Linked DNA regions of Zea mays: region 2 is linked to region 1. A link is a contact called in public Hi-C data. All regions are on one chromosome and are shown on one strand. Each heading gives the region's core, a stretch centred on a gene start, on an enhancer-like site or on the middle of the called end of the contact. The rest is flanking DNA. Distances are from core to core; before and after follow the strand shown.

What was found. Hi-C and Micro-C count contacts between places; a contact is called where the count stands out from the background.
Region 2: a contact with region 1 is called in a Hi-C map of leaf, with 4 times the contacts expected there. The contact joins the promoter of LOC100285766 here to the promoter of LOC103636219 in region 1. A contact is called at or near these places in 2 of 25 Hi-C or Micro-C datasets (endosperm and leaf).

The regions. Positions count from the first base shown.
Region 1 is chr8:157,875,245-157,879,518 of Zm-B73-REFERENCE-NAM-5.0, reverse strand. It overlaps LOC103636219, which reads right to left and starts at 1,541. Exons shown (of 7, transcript XM_008658574.4): 1 at 850-1,541; 2 at 613-745. The coding sequence starts at 1,439.
Region 2 is chr8:158,062,146-158,066,373 of Zm-B73-REFERENCE-NAM-5.0, reverse strand. LOC100285766 (IAA-amino acid hydrolase ILR1-like 4) reads left to right here and starts at 2,621. Exons shown (of 3, transcript NM_001413757.1): 1 at 2,621-3,207; 2 at 3,710-3,835. The coding sequence starts at 2,860.

The DNA of each region.
Region 1 (4,274 bases), core at 292-2,791:
CATAAACCAGGAAAGAAAATCACACACTTTGACACTTATATCTGCGAGAATCCAATGCCCAATGGAACATCAGCGTTGAACAAAGCAATACAGAAAACCAGATATTCAGAAGAACAAACTCTCTTCCGCACAATAACCACCAGTGGACAAACTCAGGCTACAGTGTATGTGCTGGCGTGCACAGGGAAGGCACATGACGCGGAATAACCACCACTAAAATATTATCAAACAAGTCCCAATTATCAAAAATCATTGCAGTCCACGGTTAGCAAGATGGCTACATGTCCAACAATCATAAACCACGGCCTACCTAGGCAGAGCATGCACATCCACCCCGAATTGCAGACATTCTGTCCATTAGCACGCATATAAACAAACACCTAGGCTGCAACGGGCAACTAAGTTGTACTCAGCTTGAGGCCAGAATGCTCCAGCTTCAGAAGCCAAGTCCACGCGACGCGTTATCGAACTCTACAACCACAAGGTCAACTGTGCTACCACGAATGGAAGCCTGGGAGGCGCATCGAGTCAAATTCGGACCAATGGGCAGGGTGAAATGGCGAACGAGATGAACCATTAGGGAGGTAACCAGGTGGCGGGGAAGGCACGTACCCTGATGCGCGCGGTCATGTCCTGGTTGGCCTCGAGCAGCTGCGCGACCTCGCGACGCATCTGGCGTACCTGCACCTCCTTGCGATTCCGCAGCAGCTTGATCCGGGCCACCGCCATCCGCAGCGACGTCTTGCTGGGAAACCATCGTAGGAAGAAAAAAAAATAAAGCAGACGTTAGGTAGGTTACCCCATCCTTCGGCATCCAGCCGGGAGCAACAGAAATCGATCTCCACAGACCACTTGTCAGGCTTGAAGCCCTTGTGCAGGACGCCGGAGAATTTCCCCTTGCTCTTGTGCATCTCCGCCCCCGCCGCGCGGCACGGACCTGTGTCTTCCGGCCTGATTCGAATCCAGCCAAATCCAAACCGGGCGCGACACCAAATACCTGCCAACCTCCACCTAGGCGGGGAGGGGGGACTCCCTTTTGTCGCTGCGGCGGTGGATTGGAATATGGAAAGATTCGGGCTCTCACGCACGCGGGAGGGCGCAGGCTGCCGCTGCCGCCTGCTGCCAAGGGGAACAGAACAGGGGGAAGGAAGCAGGAGGAGACTTTTTGCCGAAGGAAGCAATTGTATCGCTTTTTGGTTGGAAGGGGTGGAATCCGTGCGGGCGATGCAGGGCAGCGGGAGGATCGGCCTTCCTCGCCGCTTCGCTTGCGCGTTGTCGGTTGGGCCGCTGCCCGCTGGCATGGTGGTGGATTGACCTTGACCGGTGGCCTTCGACGACGGGTTCGAGGCGCTCGGCTTGTGGGACGTGACCCTTCGGTGCAAACACGGCTTGCGTGATTGCATATTTGCGTAAATTGCGTTTGCGTTGACGCCGGCCATGTAATAAATCTCCCTTTGCTACATGGTAAAATGTCCTATTTTCTGTAAAAACAAAATCGATTCTTGTAAAACCATGTATGACATCTATAAAAATTTCTGCGTTCTAAACCTTCTGTTTTGACCTACTAGTAGTAATTTTTCACGTTGGGAGTTGGGAATTTTTGTCTCCATAGCTTTAAGTCTGTGGATGGGAAAAAGCGTGTCGTGTGTTCGGCATTTTCTGCGTTCCCAAGTGTATGTGACGTGTGGGACTTGGGCTTGTGGATTCAAATATTTACGTCTGTTGATCAGCAAGAAAATGGGTGCAGGCCGCGTTTGCAACAAGGCTCTAGATGCGCATGGGGCACGATAGGCTTCGAGATTCGCTGTTCTTTAGAAATCTTTATATAATTTAGAATCTGGTAATGTAACTTGCGGAAACTAAACTTTCTTCCTTACAAATGAGGTTTTGTTTAAAGTTGTCGTCCGAAGCCAAGGTCCCAAATACGTAGATTGTGTTTCAGCTGCAGGGCCAGTGGGCCACATGGCATTGCTCTAAGAGCAAGGATAATGGTTACGCCAGTTGACGACACGCTGGTAAAATAAACGCTTTACCAAATAAACTTAGGGCCTGTTTGTTTACCCCACAGATTATATAATCTGGATTAAATAATCCTAAGAGTCAAACAAACAGTCCAGCTTATTTGTCCAGATTATATAATCTAACTCCTTGGATTATGATAATCCATAAGCAAGTGAGGAGGTGCTTATTTCAGATTATTTTTTCCCACTTCCCCACTACCCTTTCAAGTTTTCTAGAAATTACCCACCATTGTCATTATAATCCACCGAATCGTTTTTGCGCCTAGTACTAGTCAATTTGGGATGAAGAAGGTGACATGAATGCCTTCCGTGATAATATTGCTAATGCAATATTTGCCAATGTCAATTGAATTATTTTTTTTCACATATGAGTTTCAACCTAGTACAAATATAGAGGGCATTTTTGTCTTACTCATACAAAAGAATCCTATTAACAACTCAAATAATCTGGGTAAACAAACAGGACTACTCAGATTATATAATCCAGATTATATAATCCAGATTATATAATCCTCCAAAAATAATCCAGATTATATAATCCATGTGGGTAAACAAACAGATCCTTAGGGCCTGTTTGTTTCAGATTATAGATTATATAATCTAGATTATAATCTAGATCATATAATCCAGATTATAATCTGTCTAGATTATAATCTGTATATAGCTGTTTGGTAGTCTGGATTATACAAATGCAGATTATTGTTATCTAACACACAAAGTCAACAATGCCCTTGTTTTTTATTTGATTTCTTTTTTGCAGGTATATGTCATTCTATCGATTCATACAAATATTTTGAAGATACGAAAAATAGATGTCATTTCGTACATCTTATTTATGCACAAGAAAGTATCTATAAATAAAATTACATTCTCCTAGCAAACAATGCATTTGCAATTTGATCTCGAATATTATTCATGTCGACCTCTCCCTCATCATCTCCCAATTGACTTGTACTATCTTGTGTTGGAGGAATTGGCATATAGTTCTCATCTCGATCGCACCGATCAAACTCTTCGTCGGCCAGTTTGCTGTCTCGAATGAAATTATGTAGAGTCATACATGCATGTATTATTTTTGACTGCTTCAGCATTGGATAGCTTGGTAAATCCAGTAAAATTCTCCATTTCATCTTCAAAACACCGAAGGAACGCTCGATATGATTACGAAGAGAGGAGTGTAATTGGTTGAATACCTCTTTTCTCCCACTTGCCCGTGGTCCCGCTCTAAACTCTGGCAAATGGTATTTCACACCTTTGTATGGAGCTAGATAACCCTTCTGGTTTGGATATCCAGAGTAAACGAGGTAAAATTTTCCTACAATTTTATTTCCAACATAAAATTTAAAAAACATAGTTTTTAATTCAAAATAAAACATGTGTACAAATAATCATACCTGGTGGAGGATGAGGAAAGATGGTGTGATACTTGTGCAAAGCATCATTAAATACTCTCATATCATGCACCGATCCGGGCCATCCCGCAACAACGAAAGTGAATCTCATGTCGAAATCACAAATAGCTAACACATTTTGAGTCGGATAACCGTGTCGACCCACGTGTTGGGCAACTTTTGATGATGGTACAACTACTGGAATGTGGGTACCATCTATTGTACCTATACAATTGTTAAAATGTGGTGCAAACCGATCGCTTAGCAACTTTGGATGAGGTGTTAGGAAATCAGGATCACTAGGCTTCACAAGATCCTTAGACATACGATATACACATTCCAACACTTCACTTATTTTTCTACTAATGGTTTCTTTGGACCTTCCAAACCGATTCTTCACTTGAACAAAAGATTGAGGAGCACCAACAGTCCATAGAAACATTGCCAAAGCTTCAATAGATGTCATTTTTTTACTTGATGTCAACCCATATGACGATACTAACAAATCATGCAAACTTTCAAACAACTGTCTGCTCATCCTAAACATGTCATAACATTGTATAGGATCACTAGTTGTTCTCATCACCCAATCATATCCAGTCGTCAAAGGTTCTGATCTCACAGATTTGTTCAAGTAAGTTTCGGTGTAGAACATACCAAGTCCAAAAATAACTGGTTCAAAATTTCTCAAAGTCTTAACTCGATCAAGTGCAACAACCATTGACATGACCACCTCATCATCATCACTTGAACCACTGTCCATCTACACATAACATAATACAATAACACAATATGGTTTAGTTCACAATAAAATAACAAGGTCTCATAACATAGTTGATGACGATAAGTAACAATGTTCATG
Region 2 (4,228 bases), core at 1,372-3,871, 190 kb before region 1:
GCTCCTCATCCTTTTTCTGACCCACCGTCTCCGCCACAAGCATCACCATTCAGGGCTCCACCACCTTCTCCTCCCCATCCTCTTGGTGACCCACTGTCTACGCCACCATCAAGGGATCCACCTTCTCCACAGCCATCAAACGATCCACGGCCATCAAAGAAATCTAAACTTCCTATACCAAAATTGGTGTTCCCGTATCAGAAAAAGAAGAGTAAAGCTACTACTGCTGGCACAGTTCGGTTTTTGAAAGGGATTGGACGGAGCCTCACGTCACAAACTGTTGATTTGGCCGAGCACGAGGAGTCTGCAAAAAAGGCTGAGGCAACGGCCGCAAAGATAAAGAAGCCAACTAAGGCAGATTACAAAAACGTGCCTAAAAAATATGTGCCGGGCAGACCTCTGCTACCTCTTGACAAACTAAGAAAGGTCCCGGCTGGTGTTAAAAGGTTGCATGACTGGTACATGCGGGCATCATCGGTTGGCATCGACACCATCAGTGTGCATATACCAGACCATGCTTTTATTGGTTCGAACCAAAAGGCCGTTGTTACATTCGAGGACATGTGGTTAATGATGAACCTTCAGAGACTCGACGTGCAACTTGTAACGATGTTTGCATTGTAAGTGTCGCTCATACTTCCACATATGTGTGTTATTATTAGTGAGCTGTATAAAATTTCAATATCTGACATGCACATGTGACTTGCAGAATGCAACATGATCAGCAGGAGATTCTTTACGGTACCAAGCCCAATGCTAGTGCCAGTAAAAGGGTTGGGTATCTCAACCCAATACTTATATCCGAGGAAAGCCACACTTTTAGAATCGGGAAAGACAACGATGAAATACGGGGAAAGACGGACGAAGAAGTTGAGAAGCGTATAAAGGATATGAAGGATTTTGAAGCTCGATACGCCACATACATAGGACATGCAATGCTTCAATTTCAAGACAGGGAAGCCATAATGGCCCCGTACAACTTTAAGTAAGTGTGATTTTGCATAAATAAAATTAATAATTTCAATACACATGCATCACAAATTTGATTCGTACAGGGACCACTGGATATGCTTCCTCATTTATCCTAAGGTTGGAAAGGTGCTGGTGCTCGACTCCTTGAACTTCGACCCTTCGACATATGCAACATTCCTCAGCATCTTAGAGCTGTAAGCCTTTTCTATGCATGCATACTTTTATCGATTAAAATTTGAGAATAACATGGTGATTCTATTTGAGATCACAGTGCTTATAGATTCTATAAGATGAGAGGTGGAAAGTACGACCTGTCGAAAAAACTCGTGCCACTAGACATCCATCATCACTGGCCGGTAAGTATGTGATTTTATGAATACATATCATACACAATGTTGCAACTAAATAACCAATCTCCCGTTATGTAGTGCCACAAGCAACCACAAGGATCGGTCCTATGTGGATTCTATGCGTGCGAGTTCATGAGAGTGAACGGACGATACATCACGAACCCTGACAAGGTATTATTAGTAATAGTTAAGTATGTATTTATGTCATTAAAGATGCAAATGTGTTATTATTGAGTATAAATAGATGATGTTTATAAAATTCCTTTACAGCAATTTCAACGAGGAAACCCGGAGAACTTGACCGAAGCTGCATTGTATGGCATAGTCGAGGACCTCTGCACATTCATATTGAAAGAGGTCATTCCCGCAGAAGGAAAATATCACGATGCTTCCGGGACATTAGCTTTGCCAGAGTTCAGAATACTAACAGAAATTAGTAGATTATCTCTTAGCCGAGATAGTTATTAGAGCTTAGGTGAAAACTTATGATGTATATAATGCATGAAGCATATATGGTTGTAAACAGAATACTTATTGATGTATATAAATGTATGATAAAATTTAATTTCATGTTGCTTTCAATATCAATATAGATATATATATATATATGTTTGTGTGTGTAAATAAATATATATATAATTCAGTATTGTTTGAAATTTTGAAAAAAGGCGGGAAAACTTCCACTGGCGGTTTTATAAAGAAAACCGCCAGTGAAAAGTGCATTTCCACTGGCGGTTTGCTTTATAAAACCGCCAGTGGAAATGCATTTCCACTGGCGGTTTTCTTTATTCAGCCGCCAGTGGAAATGCACTTTTCACTGGCGGTTCGTTAAGAAAACCGCCAGTGAAAATGCACTTTTCACTGGCGGTTCCAAAATAACCGTCAGTGGAAATGCTGATTTCCACTGACCCCTAGCACTGGCGGTACTGAAAAACGCCAGTGTAAATATGTTTAGAACCGCCACTATAGAGCTTCTGTGTACTAGTGCAATCCGACACAAACTAATAAGACCTAAGTCGAGCCAAGTCCAACGGTTCGGCTCTTTTCCACCTATAGTGCACAAGTGACAAGTCCCACTCAGAACTACTAGAGCAGTGTCGGATGATCGATGAGCCATAAAACACAAAAACTAGCGGCGCCATGGTGTCGGCCGGTGTACGACTCGTGAGTCGTGATCGGTGAGGCCGTGGCCAGGTTCCCTCGCCAGGCCGCAACGACTGGCCTGTCTGGCCATACCGACGGGCGACGTCTCAGTCTCACGACGCGACGGCCGTATCGGCCTCCGCCTTTACTTTCCTCAGCAGCACGTGGTCTGAAATCCAGCGCGGCGGGGGCGCTGCCCAGCCCAGGGCACGTTGGTCACGTGCGCCGACGATGATGCCACGGCCCGGAGACAAGGAACGGATCGAAGGCAGCGCAACGAACAGGACCATATACACAGACGACGCAGCGCAGACGTTGCGCGCGGCGCGGACGCCACCCCCGCCACAATCCCGCCCCCTCCCCCAGTGCCCGTCCGGCCTCTTGTCCGTCGCCGATGGCCGCGCCCGCGCCGAGGCCAGCGCGCGCAGCCACCCTCGCCCTGCTCGCCCTCGTCGCCGCGTGGCTCGGGGCCTCCGCGGGCGCGGGCAGCGACGACGTGCTGCGCCGGGCGCAGCGCGATGAGTTCGCGGCGTGGATGGCCGGCGTCCGGCGGGCCATCCACGAGCGGCCCGAGCTGGCGTTCGAGGAGCACGAGACGAGCGCGCTGGTCCGGAGGGAGCTCGACGCCATGGGCGTCGCGTACAGGCACCCGGTCGCCGGGACGGGCGTCGTCGCGGCCGTCGGCACCGGGGGTCCGCCGTTCGTCGCGCTGCGCGCCGACATGGACGCGCTCCCGCTGCAGGTACGACGAGCAGTGCCGCGCTCCCGTACGCTCTTTCGACGTTCTCGAAAATTCGATTCGGGGATGGGCAGCCGAGGGTTCGTCTTCGTTTTCGTCTTCGTCCCGGCCCATCCCATTCCCACAGATTGAATTAGCCTTTCCGCAGCAAATTGGACGATAGATTAAGGCGCCTATCTAGTGTCATTGGAAAAGCGAGGAATGACACTGGCGTTATAGAAATAATAATAAATAAAAAACCTTGCACTATTAGCAGGAGCCATGCGTACGGGTCGAAGTGTTCTCCGTCGTGTAAAGTGCAAAGTCAAGCTGGCTAGCACCTTGACTCGTAGCAGCCAGTACATGTGGTAACCACGCACATCAAGTTGACTCCGAACTCCTCGATGAGCTGCTTGCTTTCGCTCCGATCGATGTTGCAGATATCATACAGTACTCTCACTGATCAGACTTTACTTTCCATGGCCTCCAACTCCAAATCAACCTGTTTTCAATTTCTGTGGATCAGGAGGAAGTGGAGTGGGACCACAAGAGCAAGGAGACCCGGAAGATGCACGCCTGCGGCCACGACGCCCACACCGCGATGCTGCTCGGCGCCGCCAGGATCCTCCATGAGCGCCGCCACGACCTGCAGGTTGGTCGCAGCTTAGAACCTCGCTCGCCTTCTTCCTTCCCTCCCTTCATTGTCGTCGCACAAAGCGCGCTTGCATATTTGTTGCAAATTGTGTGTGCAGGTTTCATCTCAGTTAGTGGTTAGCGCTGGTATGTGCTTTGGTTTGTTGCGAAGTCATTTTCCTGCTTGATGCTTGAGATCTCTGTGCTCACCTTTAGACTTTGTTCAGTTACGTATGGATTGGAGAAGATTAAATCTCCTTCCATTCGTTTTTAACTAGCAAGGGATTTAATCATCTTCAATCTTCTTCAATTCATTTCTAACTGAACAAACCCTTAAAGTGACAATGAACCTTATAGCAAAGTCCCTCGATATCTTTCTTTGCAGTGTCTTAGCTTTTTGTTAAATATAAAA